Linked DNA regions of Sus scrofa: region 2 is linked to region 1. A link is a contact called in public Hi-C data. All regions are on one chromosome and are shown on one strand. The core of a region is the stretch at or near the end of the contact, and the rest is flanking DNA. Distances in the headings are between cores, read along the strand shown. Region 1 holds the start of NAXD (NAD(P)HX dehydratase). Region 2 holds the start of ANKRD10 (ankyrin repeat domain 10).

What was found. Hi-C and Micro-C count contacts between places; a contact is called where the count stands out from the background.
Region 2: a Hi-C map of liver shows a contact between it and region 1, with 1.9 times the contacts expected there. The contact joins the promoter of ANKRD10 here to the promoter of NAXD in region 1. A contact is called at or near these places in 2 of 47 Hi-C or Micro-C datasets (both in liver) and 1 of 2 datasets of contacts at active chromatin or transcription factors (alveolar macrophages).

The regions. Positions count from the first base shown.
Region 1 is chr11:77,204,893-77,211,504 of Sscrofa11.1, forward strand. NAXD (NAD(P)HX dehydratase) reads left to right here and starts at 5,340. Exons shown (of 10, transcript NM_001243422.1): 1 at 5,340-5,397. The coding sequence starts at 5,352.
Region 2 is chr11:77,354,005-77,360,711 of Sscrofa11.1, forward strand. ANKRD10 (ankyrin repeat domain 10) reads right to left here and starts at 2,045. Exons shown (of 6, transcript NM_001244616.1): 1 at 1,746-2,045. The coding sequence starts at 1,955. LOC110255863 (a long non-coding RNA gene) reads right to left here. Exons shown (of 2, transcript XR_002336774.1): 2 at 2,594-4,097. It overlaps LOC110255864 (a long non-coding RNA gene), which reads left to right and starts at 3,845. Exons shown (of 2, transcript XR_002336775.1): 1 at 3,845-3,986; 2 at 4,159-4,547.

The sequences.
Region 1 (6,612 bases), core at 4,090-6,589:
GAACACAGAAACAAAAGACTGATAACAATGGTTCGTTCTGGGCTAATTTGCAGGGCTTTATGGAAATGATTTTCATCCAGGGTTGTGCGCCTTGAGGACATTTCAAGGCACAGGCCTCCTGGGGATGGCAGAGGGCATGGCAGGTGAGCACCAAGAAAACTCAAGCGCAAACATCCCAGAGGAAAATATGCCCTGACATGTTGGCTGCGGGGCACGCACTGCACGTGCTGAACTTTCTCTTGCTCAAACCTAACCTACTATTTTCCATTTGTTTAGGTTCTTAATATCCCAGAGATGTACTGCCCGACATGGTAGACCCACATGCCTCTTTACTTTTGTTCGTTTGTTTGTTTTTAGGGGGCTGCACGTGTAGCACAAGGAAGGTCCCAGGATAGGGGTCGACTTGGGGCTGCAGCTGCTGGCCTACACCGCAGCCACGGCGGCTCTGGATCTGAGCCGAGTTTGCAACCTACACCATAGCTCACGGCCATGCAGGATCGAGGCCAGGGATCGAACCTGCCACCTCATAGATACCAGTTGGGTTGGTTACCACTGAGCCACAATGGGAACTCCCTATTTACATTTAACTTATTAAAATGTAAAATTCAACCCCTCCATTGCACTGGCCACATTTCGTGGACTCAATAGACACCCGTGGGTAGCAGCTACCTACACAGAGCGAGGACATTTCAGCATCACAGAGGCTGGGTAGACACCACTGTGGACGCCTCAGTTCCCAAATATGTTACAGCTGAACATGTCATGAGACGATGCCACCCCAAAACACGCCGCTTTGGCATGAAGATTATTTTCAGCTGAAGGCAATTAAGAAAGTGCTGACACAGGGCCGCCCTCAGCCCTTATCAGGGGCTCCCCTTTCTCCACCTGGAAGGGAAGGGCAACCTTTATCTCCAGAGATGGCAGCAGTGGTGCTTGAACTAAGCCTTTACTGAGTAACCCGCACCTCACTAGCTTCCCTGAACAGTTGCCTTTCCACCCCGAAGGCCCAAACCCGGCTTCCTTTTTCTGGCCATTTCTCCATAATTTATCACCTCTTGTTAAAACGGCACATAAGCCCTCCACCCCTAATTGGACTGCCTGTTGGGGTCTTCATTTCTTTTCTATGAAGTTCTCCCTTCGTGGCAGAAAAATTAAAATATTAACAACAAATAAAATTCGTAGGTCTTGTCTCCTGTTAATCTGTCTGTTGTCAGTTTAAATCTCAGTCTCCTGCCCCAAAAGGGCAGAGGAAAAGATTTTTGCCTCCGTTACCCAATCCGCAGAGAATAACTGAGAAATAGGGGCTAATCCTAAAGAGAGGCTGGTCCCTTGGAGCTGATGGAGCCTGTGTGTCTTTTTTAAATTTTTTTATTTTTTTGTCTTTTTGCCATTTGGGGGGCTGCTTCCCGCAGCATATGGAAGTTCCCAGGCCAGGGGTCGAATCGGAGCTGCAGCCGCTGGCCTACACCACAGCCACAGCAACACGGGATCCGAGCCGTGTCTGCGACCTACACCACAGTTCACGGCAACGCCAGATCCTTAACCCACTGAGCAAGGCCAGGGATGGAACCCACACCCTCATGGTTCCTAGTCGGATTCGTTAACCACTGCGCCACACTGAGAACTCCCTGGAGCCCGTGTGTCTTAAGCAGAGAGAAAATCCACGGAATGAAGTCACCAGACTCCCAATCAGGTGACCTCACCTGGCCACCCTTCCAGTGGGTTTCTGTGTGTTTATTTTGGAGAAAAACTCAATGAACAAAACCATAGGGGAGGGAAGTTCCCGTCGTGGCTCAGCGGAAACGAATCTGACTAGTATCCATGAGGATGCAGGTTCGGTCCTGCCTCAGTCAGTGGGTTAAGGATCTGGGGTTGCCTCGAGCTGTGGTGTAGGTCACGGGTACAGAACGGATCCTTCATTGCTGTGGCTGTGGCATCGGCTGGCAGCCATAGCTCCCATTCGACCCCTAGCCTAGGAACTCCCATGTGCTGCAAACAAATAAACAAACAAACAAACAAACAAAGTCCATATGCTGCAGACAAAAAAGAAAAGGAGTTCCTCCATGGCTCGGTGGGTTAAGAATTAGGTGTGAACAACAATACAAACCACCACCACAAGGAGTTCCCACTGTGGCCGAGCAGTTCAGAAATCCAACTCGTACCCATGACGATGTGTGTTCGATCCCTGGCCTCGATCAGTTAAGGATCCAGAGTTGCCGTGAGCTGTGGTGAAGGTCCCAGACACAGTTTGGATCTGGTGGTGCTGCGGCCGTGGTGTAGGCTGGCAGCTGCAGTTCCGATTCAACCCCTAACCTGGGAACTTCCATATGGCCCAGGTATGGCCCTAAAAAAGAAAAAAACAGAATAAAACAAAAAGAATTAGGTGTTGTCACCGCAGCAGCTAAGGTTCCATTCCTGGCCGGGGAGCTTCCACATGCTGTGGGCATGGCCCCCCAAAAAGTCAATAAAGATAGAATATAGTCAAATACATCACTAGATTAACCACATATGTTTCTGGAGGTGACACAGAAACATTAAAGTTTATAATTTTTTAGTCACAAAAACTATGACTTGGGTGCCTCTCCTAAATTCTCAAAGCTATTGTGGAGGAATTAGATTTTTTTTTTTTTGCTTTTTAGGGCTGATCCCTCAGCATATGGAGGTTCCCAGGCTGGGGGTTGAATCAGAGCTACAGCTGCCGGCCTACACCACAGCCTCAGCACAGTGGGATCTGAGCCACGTCACAGCTCACAGAAATGCCAGATCCTTAACCCACTGATAGAGGCCAGGGATCGAAACTTTGTGCTTATGGATGCTAATCAGATTCACTTCTGCTGAGCCACGACGGGAACTCTGGAATTAGATATTTTATATCTAGATTCAACCTAGTATTTTTTTTTTTAGGGCTGTACTTGTGGCCTATGGAGGTTCCCAGGCTAGGGGTCAAATCGGAGCTGCAGCTGCTGGCCTACACCACTGCCAGAGCAACGCAGGATTGTTAACCCACTGAGCAGGGCCAGGGATTGAACCTGTGTCCTCATGGATGCTAGTCAGATTCGTTAACCACTAAGCCCCCATGATGGGAACTCCTGGTACTTTTTTTTCTTTATATTGTAATTATATAAGAGGTTTTTATGGAAAATGTGGGCCTTCTAAAGTCTCTGAAGTTAGAGCTATCAAGAAAAGTCTATCACTTCATTTGTTAGTGGTTGATACCTAAATAAGTGTGCAAATGTACATGCACTCACGTGCACACACACAACTAGATATTTTATCCTGCTCAGCCGAACTTCCTGAATAGGGATGAGTAATGTGAATTCCATGATCGCAGAGGCAGGCGGGTGCGGGTTATTTGGCAAACGTAGGGAGAAAGGATGGAGAAACACGTTCTTGGGTTTTACGTAGCAGAAAAGGAATAAGAACACTCAATACAGTGGCCCTGTAAATGTGACAAGTATAAGAAGAGCTTTCGTCATTTGAGACTTTGATAATGATTCTGTTCCTTAGCCTCATCAAACTGACCGATGAGAAGGGGTTGTAGTGAAATTACAAAGGTCAGCCTTCACCAATGGCCTGGCCCAGAGTCACCACTGCAACCCTCCTGCTGAGGCAGCAACAGCCGATGGAAAAAGAGTCTTCTCCATGATAGCCAAGCCAATCAGTAACAGCCTCTACATTTTAATTGATTATTTTATTTGTGGTTTTAATCATAGCAATCACAGAGATGAGATGACAATTTTCATGCCTGACAATAGGCACCTCTGAGTTTCTGCATTTTATTTATTTATTTTTCTGTCTTTTTGCCTTTTCTTGGGCCGCTCCCGCGGCATATGGAGGTTCCCAGGCTAGGGGTCTAATAGGAGCTGTAGCCGTCTGCCTACGCCAGAGCTACAGCAACGTGGGATCCGAGCAGTGTCTGCAACCTACACCACAGCGCCACGACGGGAACTCTGAGTTTCTGCATTTTAAATAAGCTCCCAGAAAAACTAAATCTGTTTAAGCCTGACTGGTTTTCTCTTAAGTCTGAAAATAAAGACTTGCTGAGGTTCCTGCTGTGGTGCAACAGGATCACACACGCTGGACAAAGGAAAGATTCTCATCCTGGGCAGGATGGAGCAGGATGGCGTGAGATTTCATCGTGCTACTCAGAACCCTATGCAGTTTAAAACTTACGAATTGAGGAGTTCCCCTCGTGGCGCAGTGGTTAACGAATCCGACTAGGAACCATGAGGTTGCGGGTTCGATCCCTGCCCTTGCTCAGTGGGTTAACGATCTGGCGTTGCCGTGAGCTGTGGTGTGGGTCACAGATGCGGCTCGGATCCTGCGTTGCTGTGGCTCTGGCGTAGGCCAGGGGCTACAGCTCCAATTGGACCTCTAGCCTGGGAACCTCCATATGCCGTGGGAGCGGCCCAAGACCAAGAAATAGCAAAAAGACCAAAAAAAAAAAAAAAAAACTTACGAATTGAGGGAAGGTAATGGAAAGTAAGGCACCCAAGACCTCAACGAGAGGGAAAGACTGTGTTATTTCACAGGTGATGTTGGGAAAGGGGAAGGACACTCGGTGGGCGTCCACTTCCATGCTGGTCACCTTTCACTCCCTGTCCTTTGGGCTTTAGAAAACAAATCCTCATAGTATCAGGGGGTTGAGATGTGGAGTCTAATGAACCCAACCAACTTCTTAATTCTTCCCACCACACCTCCAGGAGGCAGCAGTACTCACGGCAACGCGAGATCCTTAACCCACTGGGCGAGGCCAAGGGTCGAACCTGTGTCCTCATGGACACTAGTAGGGTTCATTTCCGCTGAGCCACGACAGGAACTCCCCCAACCTATTACCTTTAAAATGGATAAACAGGGTCCTATTGCATAGTACAAGGAACTACATCCAGTCTTCTGGTAGACCATGATGGAAGATATTTTAAAAGAGTGTATATATGTGACTAATCCACTTGGCTGTTCAGCAGAAATCCGCACACTGCAAATCAACTACATAATCTTAAAACAAAACCAAAAAGACAGCCAAGAATAAAGAAATGATTTTATACCATCCCAAGAAACGGGGAAAAAAGCAGTGTGCGGAGTGGAGGAGAGCGGGAGAGGCGGGGTAGGAATCACTCCACAGAGAACGGTCAGGAGTGGATTTGCACGGAGACGACGGCAGCGGGGCTCAGACCCAAGTCAATGGAAACAATCGCGGGGGCGTGTCCAGGACCGGAAGAGGCCCGGCCGGGGTGGGGCCAGTTGGGAGCCCATTTCCGGCGGCGGCGCGGGGGCGGCCGGGAGACCGGAAGCCGCCCACGGCTGTGGGGCCCGTGGGGCGCGGGGGCTGCCGGGAGACCGGAAGTCCGCCGATGGCTGTGGGGGCTGGCTGCGCGGCGGTCCGCGGCTGCGGGCGAGGTAAGCGCGACTCGGGCCTTCCGGGGCATGGCCACCCGGGCGGGGGCCGGGGCTGCGGTCGCCGGCGCCGCCGTGGTCGCGGTGCTCTCCGCCGCGCTCGTGCTCTACGGGCCGCCGCTGGACGCAGGTACTCGGCGGGGGGCCGCTGGTCCGGGCGGGAGGCGCCGCGCTGGGGCCGGGGTCGCGGGAGCCGCAGGTGCAGGGCTGACCGAGGGACCCCGAGGCCCCCGTCTCGGCCTTGGCTGCTGAGTAGGGCGGACGGTGGGGGAAGAATTGAGGCGTAAACGGGACGAGCGCGCCCGACGTGGAGCCCGGAGGGTGGCTTTCCTCTCCCTCGCCCTGTGATGTGAGACCGCGGACCTCTCAGGCCGCTAAGTAGCCAGCGCGCTGTTAGCTCGCTGCTCGCCACGGAAGGGAGAGGCTGCTGCTTTCCCTCCGTGTAACGCAGGCAGGCGCCGAGCCAGGGTCCCAGCCAGAAGGTAGCTAAATGGTAAAATGCGCTTTTGCTGCGGTCCTTCTCAGAGGCAAGGCGGCAGGTAACTGTTGGGGGCTTTGGGGGTTTGTCCTTTGGCACTGTCGTTAGTTTCAGGGGGTTTGAGGAGCATTGAGGGGTCCCTCTGCTTCCGCACTGAGCACAGTCGCACCAGTTTGGAGATATTTTATTGGTGGCTGTTTGCCTTACATTCACATCGTGTGATTATTTAGCAAGATGTCTCTGTGAGTCCGCTGGAGCTTTCATTACCAGACTGGCTTGCTAAACTTGGGCCGAAAAACAAGTCTAACTCCAGATTACGGACTTTCCTGTCCCAGCTTTAGGGCATCTCAGTTAATTTAAAGATTGCTGTAACCTGTTCCGAAGGAGTTACCCTTCCCAGGAATTGAAAGCACCTTTGGCACAGAAACCTTGTTATCACCGAAAGGTGTGAGAGGTTCTAGAAAACAGCCCACGGTGACGCAATCTGTTTAACGCCCCTCAGCTGCACTTGTTGAAAACAAACAAAAACCAGACAGGTTTGCCCTGTTCTTCCAGATTCAGAATTGTGTGAAGACATTACCTAATGGGACAAATTTTAAGTTGCCTCTTGTCATGGCCTTTTTATCCTTCAGAACTTTGATGTTTACACTTAGTATTTGTTTCTGTGGTTAAGCCCAGATGGTGTCAGTTAGCCAGCTGAAACTTGGTTCTCTGTGGAGTGTAGGGAAAATTTTTAATTG
Region 2 (6,707 bases), core at 795-3,294, 150 kb after region 1:
GACCGGGAGCCTTAGTCAGGAGTCCTGGCCTCGCTTCTGCCCCAGCCGCCTTTCCTCACAGGCTGAAGGACACTTCCTTTGGCCCCTTCAGTGCCTGAGACTCCGTGGCCTTCAGGGTTAAACGCAACTGAAAGCACGGAAGTTAACTGCCTCCAGTTACAACCTTTGATCTCTGAGGTTAAGCTACTGCTTGGTCTCCAACGTTTATTTACTACTCATGTTCCAGAGACTCAAGAAGGGAATTCAGTTGGCTTTGTTTTGTGTGGTAAAACACACCTGCATGAAACTTACATTTTAAACATTTTAAAGCAGTGATGGCTATTTTTAATCCTTAGAAATACCTAGAGGTACCCTGGGATGAGTAAATATTTTAAATGACCATTTGTAATGGGGCTTTAAGCAGAATGTACGAGACAGCCATACTGTGTCCTTCTCAACCAGGATAGGGAGGATCGGAAGCAACAGGGGAGCTTAAAAAAAAAAAGCTGTCCTTGCCTATTAAAAGGATGTTTTTGCCTGTAACACAAGGGACAATAGATGTTGCCAGCTACCTACAGTTTCACGTAAAAATAGAGCGAGACGCACTCAGCAGGGAGCTCCCTCCCCGGCGGCCGGCCCGCCTGGGGACACCTACGTTCAGGGAGAGCAGGCAGGAGGGTCCTCGCTCAGCCAGTTGTTTGCGGAGCCGGATCTCCCAGGGGCCTCGGGCTCAGCCCCGGCTCCGCCAGCGCGTCCCAGAGCTCAGGCCCGGGGCCGGCGGGCCTGCCTCGCCCCCGCCGTCCTAACGCCGTCTCATTTCTTTCACTAAAATAAATCTGACTTCATTTGACCAGGGGACTCAGAAACTGTTTCCCAAAAGTGCTGCGAACGTAGCACCTTGAGCCAAGTAAAGCCACTCGTCAGCCGGGCAAAAATAAATCTAAGATTAATTCCATTTCAAGACGGAAATACACTTCACATTATCCGGCACGTATTTCCGCAAAACCACTTATTTCAACCCAACCGTATCACCACTTCAGAGGGAAAACATTTTGTAATGTCCCAGAACTGGGGGGCATGAACCTTAACCGTTAAAGTCACTTTGGAAAAGCATCGTCAATCTCACTTTGCGACCACTTCTCCGATCGAATGACCCCTCTCCCTGCGCAGAGGAGGCAAATGCTGCCTTATCTTTCCGAGATTTAAAGCTGCACCTCGCTCTTCCCGATTTTAAGATAAACGTCGCCGACGGTCACTCGGGCGACAGTTTACACAACCCCCCAGCTCTGAGCTGGCAGCATCATCACCCAGCACGCCTTCGGCCGCGGCCCCTGGGCCCGGGGAGCTAAGGGCGCTTCCCTCCGGCGCCCGCCCCTCCCTCAGAGCGGCCCCGGCTCCCGCGCGCCGCCCTGGGGCGCCCGGGCCTCCACCCGCAGGGGCGGCGCCTCCGGGAAGCCGGCGCCTCGGGAGGCCGCCCGCGTTCGAACTCTGCGCCGCCGCACTTGCGCTCCGGGCCTCACGGCCTCCGGGCCTCCCGGCGCCAGCGCCGCCGCCGCCGGGCCCGCTTCCGCCCGTCTCCCGGCAGGCTCCGCGCGCCCCTGGGGCCCCGACCCCCGCGCCGCCGCACATGCGCCCCGGGCCCCTTGGCGCGCCTTCGCCGCCGACCCCGCTTCCGCCCCGCGCTCCCGGCACGCCCCGCGCCCACCGCCCTCTCGACCCCCACAGGAAAGCCGCGGAAGATGGCGCCTTAAAGCGCCCGCGCCCACCTTGCCGAAGTGCGCGGCCCAGTGCACCGGCGTCCAGCCGTAGAAGGAATCCTCGGCAGCCAGGTGGGCGCGCGGCGTCTGCTGTAGCAGCGAGCAGAGCGCGGCCAGGTCCCCATCGCGGCAGGCGCGGTGCAGCGGAAAGCGGAGCGACAACAGCTCTTCGCTGGAGAAGCCCGCCTCCACACCCGCACCCGCTCCCGCCGCCGACATGGTCCGTCACCAGAGAGCGCGAGCTGGCGAGCGGAGAAGACGAGCCGGTGAAGACCCGAGAGGCCGCCGCCGTCGCCGCCACCGGAGCACAAAGGATCTAGAGCAGCGCCGCGGCTGCGTCCAGCCGGCAGCCGAGCCGAGCGCGCACGGGGGCGGGGCGAGGCGGGGCGGGGCGGGGCCTGCGTCGGCGGGGACTGGGGCCGGCGCTCGGAGCCGCGGAGCCTGGGGGCGGGGCCTGGAGCGTCGGGGCGGGGCCTGGAGCAGGGGGCGGGGCCCAGGCCCCGTGGGCCGCGTGGGTTCTAGACTCCGGGTTCTGGACTCCGGTCCAGACTCCAGGCGCGTCAGTGTCCTGACCTCCGTTAATAAAAAGCTCCTGGAGAATCAGGTTTGGGCTTTGGGCCCGATCCCCTGAGGTTTCGGCCGCACGCCTTTTATTCCACCAATTAATCTGGTGGTGCGTCTGCGAGCACCTGGGGGCGGTTCCTGCCCCTCCTGACCTGCTGTACTTTTCTGAGCTGGGCTGCACGTTTTTGAGAACCCACGGCCAAAACGCGAGAAACATTGTAGCATGCAAGGAAATACTAAATTGTCTTTCACTGACCGAGGATCACAGATTTTTTAAATAGATTTTTTTCTGATTATGACTTCTACGTGAAAATCATCAATAATTTCACTATCAAGAAATAACCAGTGTTAACATTTACAGATTTTTTATTGTGATTTTCTAACCATGTGGTTTGTTTCACTTGTATATATTCTTTTTCTTTGTGTATACTGCTTTCCTTTTTTGTTCTACAAAATTCTAAATCACAGTGATTGAGCTTTAAGTAGGTAACCAGATTTCTGGGAAGATATTGATGCATAAGATAGTACACTGCAGCATTACTTAATAAAACAAGAAATTAGAAACATAGTGCCTAATGAAGAAAAAATGTTAATTTGCGGTATAAGCATGCAACACAGTCATCTATTCATGCAGCAAACGTGTTGAGTACAATAATGAATGAAACACACTGGGAAATGTTCTAGATACAGTCAACCAGAAAAAGCAGCAAGTATTTCGATTTAGTGAGCAATTACTAATGGATGAGGTGTAAGAATGACACTTAGAATCTGTCATGTATTAGATGAGGCAAGAAAGAAAATTTCAGGGAGTTTCCGTCGTGGAGCAATGGTTAACGAATCCGACCAGGAACCATGAGGTTGCTGGTTCGATCCCTGCCCTTGCTCAGAAGGTTAAGGATCTGGCGTCGCCGTGAGCTGTGGTGTAGGTCGCAGACGCGGCTCGGATCTGGCATTGCTCTGGCTCTGGTGTAGGCTGTCGGCTACAGCTCCGATTTGACCCCTAGCCTGGGAACCTCCATATGCCACGGGAGCGGCCCAAGAAATGGCAAAAAGACAAAAAATAAAGTAAAAAAAATTTAAAAAAGAGAAAATTTCAGTAATTCAAGATATACTTTTTCGTTTGGACCCAAAGGGCAGCAATATGCCTGGTCCACTAGGAATTCAATCATTTTTCTTTGTATATTCCATGCTGCTTTTAATCTGATTATCTCTTTAAGATACATACGCTGGTATTGACTGGTACCCTTCCTAGGAAAGCGGCGTCCCATTTTGCAGAAGGACATAAGCACAGCTTGTCTTTCATAATAACGAGAAGGAAGTACCCTTCCTTACCCAGCATTCTGTGAATGATGAGACTGAGGCAGAGACAGGCTAAGGAATTTGCCCAGGGACAAACTGCATGCCTGTGCCAGAGCTTGGAATAATATCCAGGCCTTGTTCCCAACCCATGGTTAGATTTTTTTAACCTTGGCATTGATTTTGTACGAAGGCCTAGGAAACGAAGCAGGTTACAGGGAATGGATGCTCAGAGTGTCTGTTTCCTCAGCTAAGATGACTTCCTGCTTCCTCAGGCTTCCTGGGATGGAACCCGTACTTGAGCAGCTGTGCAGAGATAGACCAACGTGATGGTGGCTCCCTGAGACGGGCCACGCGGTTGCCGGGTATGAGAATGAGAAAGGAGGTCTGGTGAGTGTTCCTAAAGCCACCCTTCCAAGTGCTTGGTTGCGGGTTTTGCCCAACGTGTCGAATGACGGCTAATGACAGGTTTTCTTAGGAGCTCTTTAGCTTTCCAAAAAGCTGTAGAGAAAAGAGAAAGAAGCGCGGATTCATAACACATTCTTTGTCTTTTATTTGACAGAGCAACCACACATAAGTGACAAAGGTTCCCTTCTTGACCAGACTCTACTCAGGCTCCCCCACCCCCCATATCTGCTAACCCTCCACATCCAACCGCCTTCTCCATCCTCCACCACTCCCTCCCCCCTGCCGGGGCGTCTGCCTTCAGCAAGAATCCTGCCATGACGTCACTTTAGCCAGAGCCCCTGATGCTCCTTTTAGGGACTCTCCAACTCCTGACGCCCCCCTGCTCCTGGGTTGGAGGTTCCCACTTGTCCATGTCGTGTTCAGAGGTCAGTCTGAGTTCTCCCCTCGTCTGCGGGGACAAACGGGGTCTCATGATCCCACAGCAGTGGCCCCTGTACCCATCCGAAGGCACCCTTGAATAAAGTCTGCCTTTCCATGCTTTAACGAGTGTCTCTGAAAAATATTTTCTTTAACAGTTTGAAGTAACTTTTTTCTTTAACCTGAGCAAACTGGAGTATTTGAAGGTATGACTCAAATACGTGATGAGAAACAGGAAGACTCAAAACTCAGTACATGGATTAAAAACCAACCCAAACCCTGCCTTTGGGATTGGCATTGCGTTTCCAAAAAGGGATAGTGTGTGAGGAATTGCTCCAAGGGGCAGGGCTCGTGGGAGGAACGTGCCCTGAGAGGCAGGGTCACACGCTCCGCTCTGTAGAGGGCGGGCCCCTGCTGAGCGCTGCGGTCACGCTGAGAAACGGGACCCAGTGAACCGCGTGTCTCGGGACCTGAGACCCGAGGAAGGCGAGACCAGGGCCTCCCTGTTCTGTCCTCTCTGCTGCCCCTTGTTCCCGGCGCTGCACCTCCCACACGCTGCCAGGTCCCTCTTTGAAGAAGGGCATCTGCTTACACTTGGGCAGAAGAGTCGCGGCCTCTGGGCTGCCATCCGGAGTGCCAGGGACTGCTAGACTCAGCAGCTCTGCAGGCGCGTTCAGCGCGCTGGCTCGTCGCGTCTGGGCTGTGTGCACGCCGAGGCCAGAGAGCCCTCTCTCAGGTCTCGTCTGAGTTAGGCCACCCACTCCATTCACCCTCACGACCTCATCACCTCCCACTGCGGGGGGCGGGGGGGGGGGACAACGGACATTCAGTCCGGGGCCAGCAGCGTCCCCGATTTAATCATTCTCACGCCTCCTCCGTGTGGATTTTCAGCACCTCTGTGCGGACTTTTCTGGCCACGTTGGATCTGTGCTGTTAATACTTTTCTTAAAACCGGTTTACTTTTGGAGTTCCCACTGCGGCTCAGGCTCAGCGGGTTAAGAACCTGACTGCAGTGGCTCAGGCCGCCTTGGAGGCAAAGGGGTGGGTTCCATCCACGCCCCCGTGCGGTGGGTTGAAAGGATCTGGTGTTGCTGCCGCTGCTATAGGTCCACCCCTGGCCCAGGAAGTTCCCTATGCCGTGGGTGTGGCCCTTAAAAAAAACAGGCTTACTTTTTGAGATTTACCAACTTCATTCACATCCTCTTCATGAGCAAAACAGCAATGACTTTGTGGTGCTGTGGCTACATTTCCCCCTACAGCTAAGCAAATACACAGCCAAATAAAATTTGAGTGCTTCCCAAGTCCGCTTCTGTCCTTTAGTGGAGCTCACACTGTGCTTTGGAAACGTCCTCAGAGCCAAGTCCCCGGGTTCCAGCACGGGCTGCCCTGCTCAGCCCTGAAAACCGACTGCGGTTTGCCTCTGCCCAGAGGGCTTCACCTCCGTCATCTCCAGCACCCAACTCCCTCTGTTGTGGGTTGAATTGCGCCCCTCAATTCGTGTGTTGAAATCCTAACCCCCGTACCTCAGGATATGACCTATTTGGAAACGGGGTCATTGCCGATGGAACGCGTTGTCAGGAGGGAGGAGGCTGGCCCCTGATCCGGTGGGACTTGTGTCCTTCTGAAAGGAGAGTCATCTCTGTCTCTCCGTCTCTCCACGACTACCGTGTCCCTCTCACCGGGACAGTGCCTTGTCCATATTAAACCCTAAGTACAAATTTGCTGAGTGACAGCAGGAGACGCAAGCTGGGAGTCAGGTCAGCTGGCTGCTCCTTTCCAGAAAGGGAGACGTGTTGAGGGCCAGGGGTCTTGCCTGTAAACAACATTACGATTCTGGAATCTTAATAGTTGTCCTGTCTTATTTACATCTTGTTAGAAAAGTGATCAGCACGAATGCCCTTAAAATGAGAGAGAAACAGCAAGTGTGTGCTCAGAGGCGTGCTGTGAAAGCAGAATCGTGGGGCCGGAGGGGCTGCAGGAGGGAAGGGAAGCGGCAGGCTGGCCGGCCGGCGCCCAGAGCTGGGGCAGCAGACTTGGGCTGCTCCGGAGCTGGGTCCTGCTGGATGCTGAGAATGGCCACACACGCCTTCTGGCCGCTTGACCTGTAAGTGGGCAACTGCCCAGTCCTTTAGATTTGGTTTAGCCGATGCCTTACTTCCCTAATGTTATCACTGGAGAGAAACTCCCCAGGGAGTCATGGCTCTTATTAAATGTTCCCGGCTGTCCCCGTGGGCGGAGTTGGTGGCCCCTCTGCTGAGCAAGCCAGGAAGTCCCCAAGTGGCCACC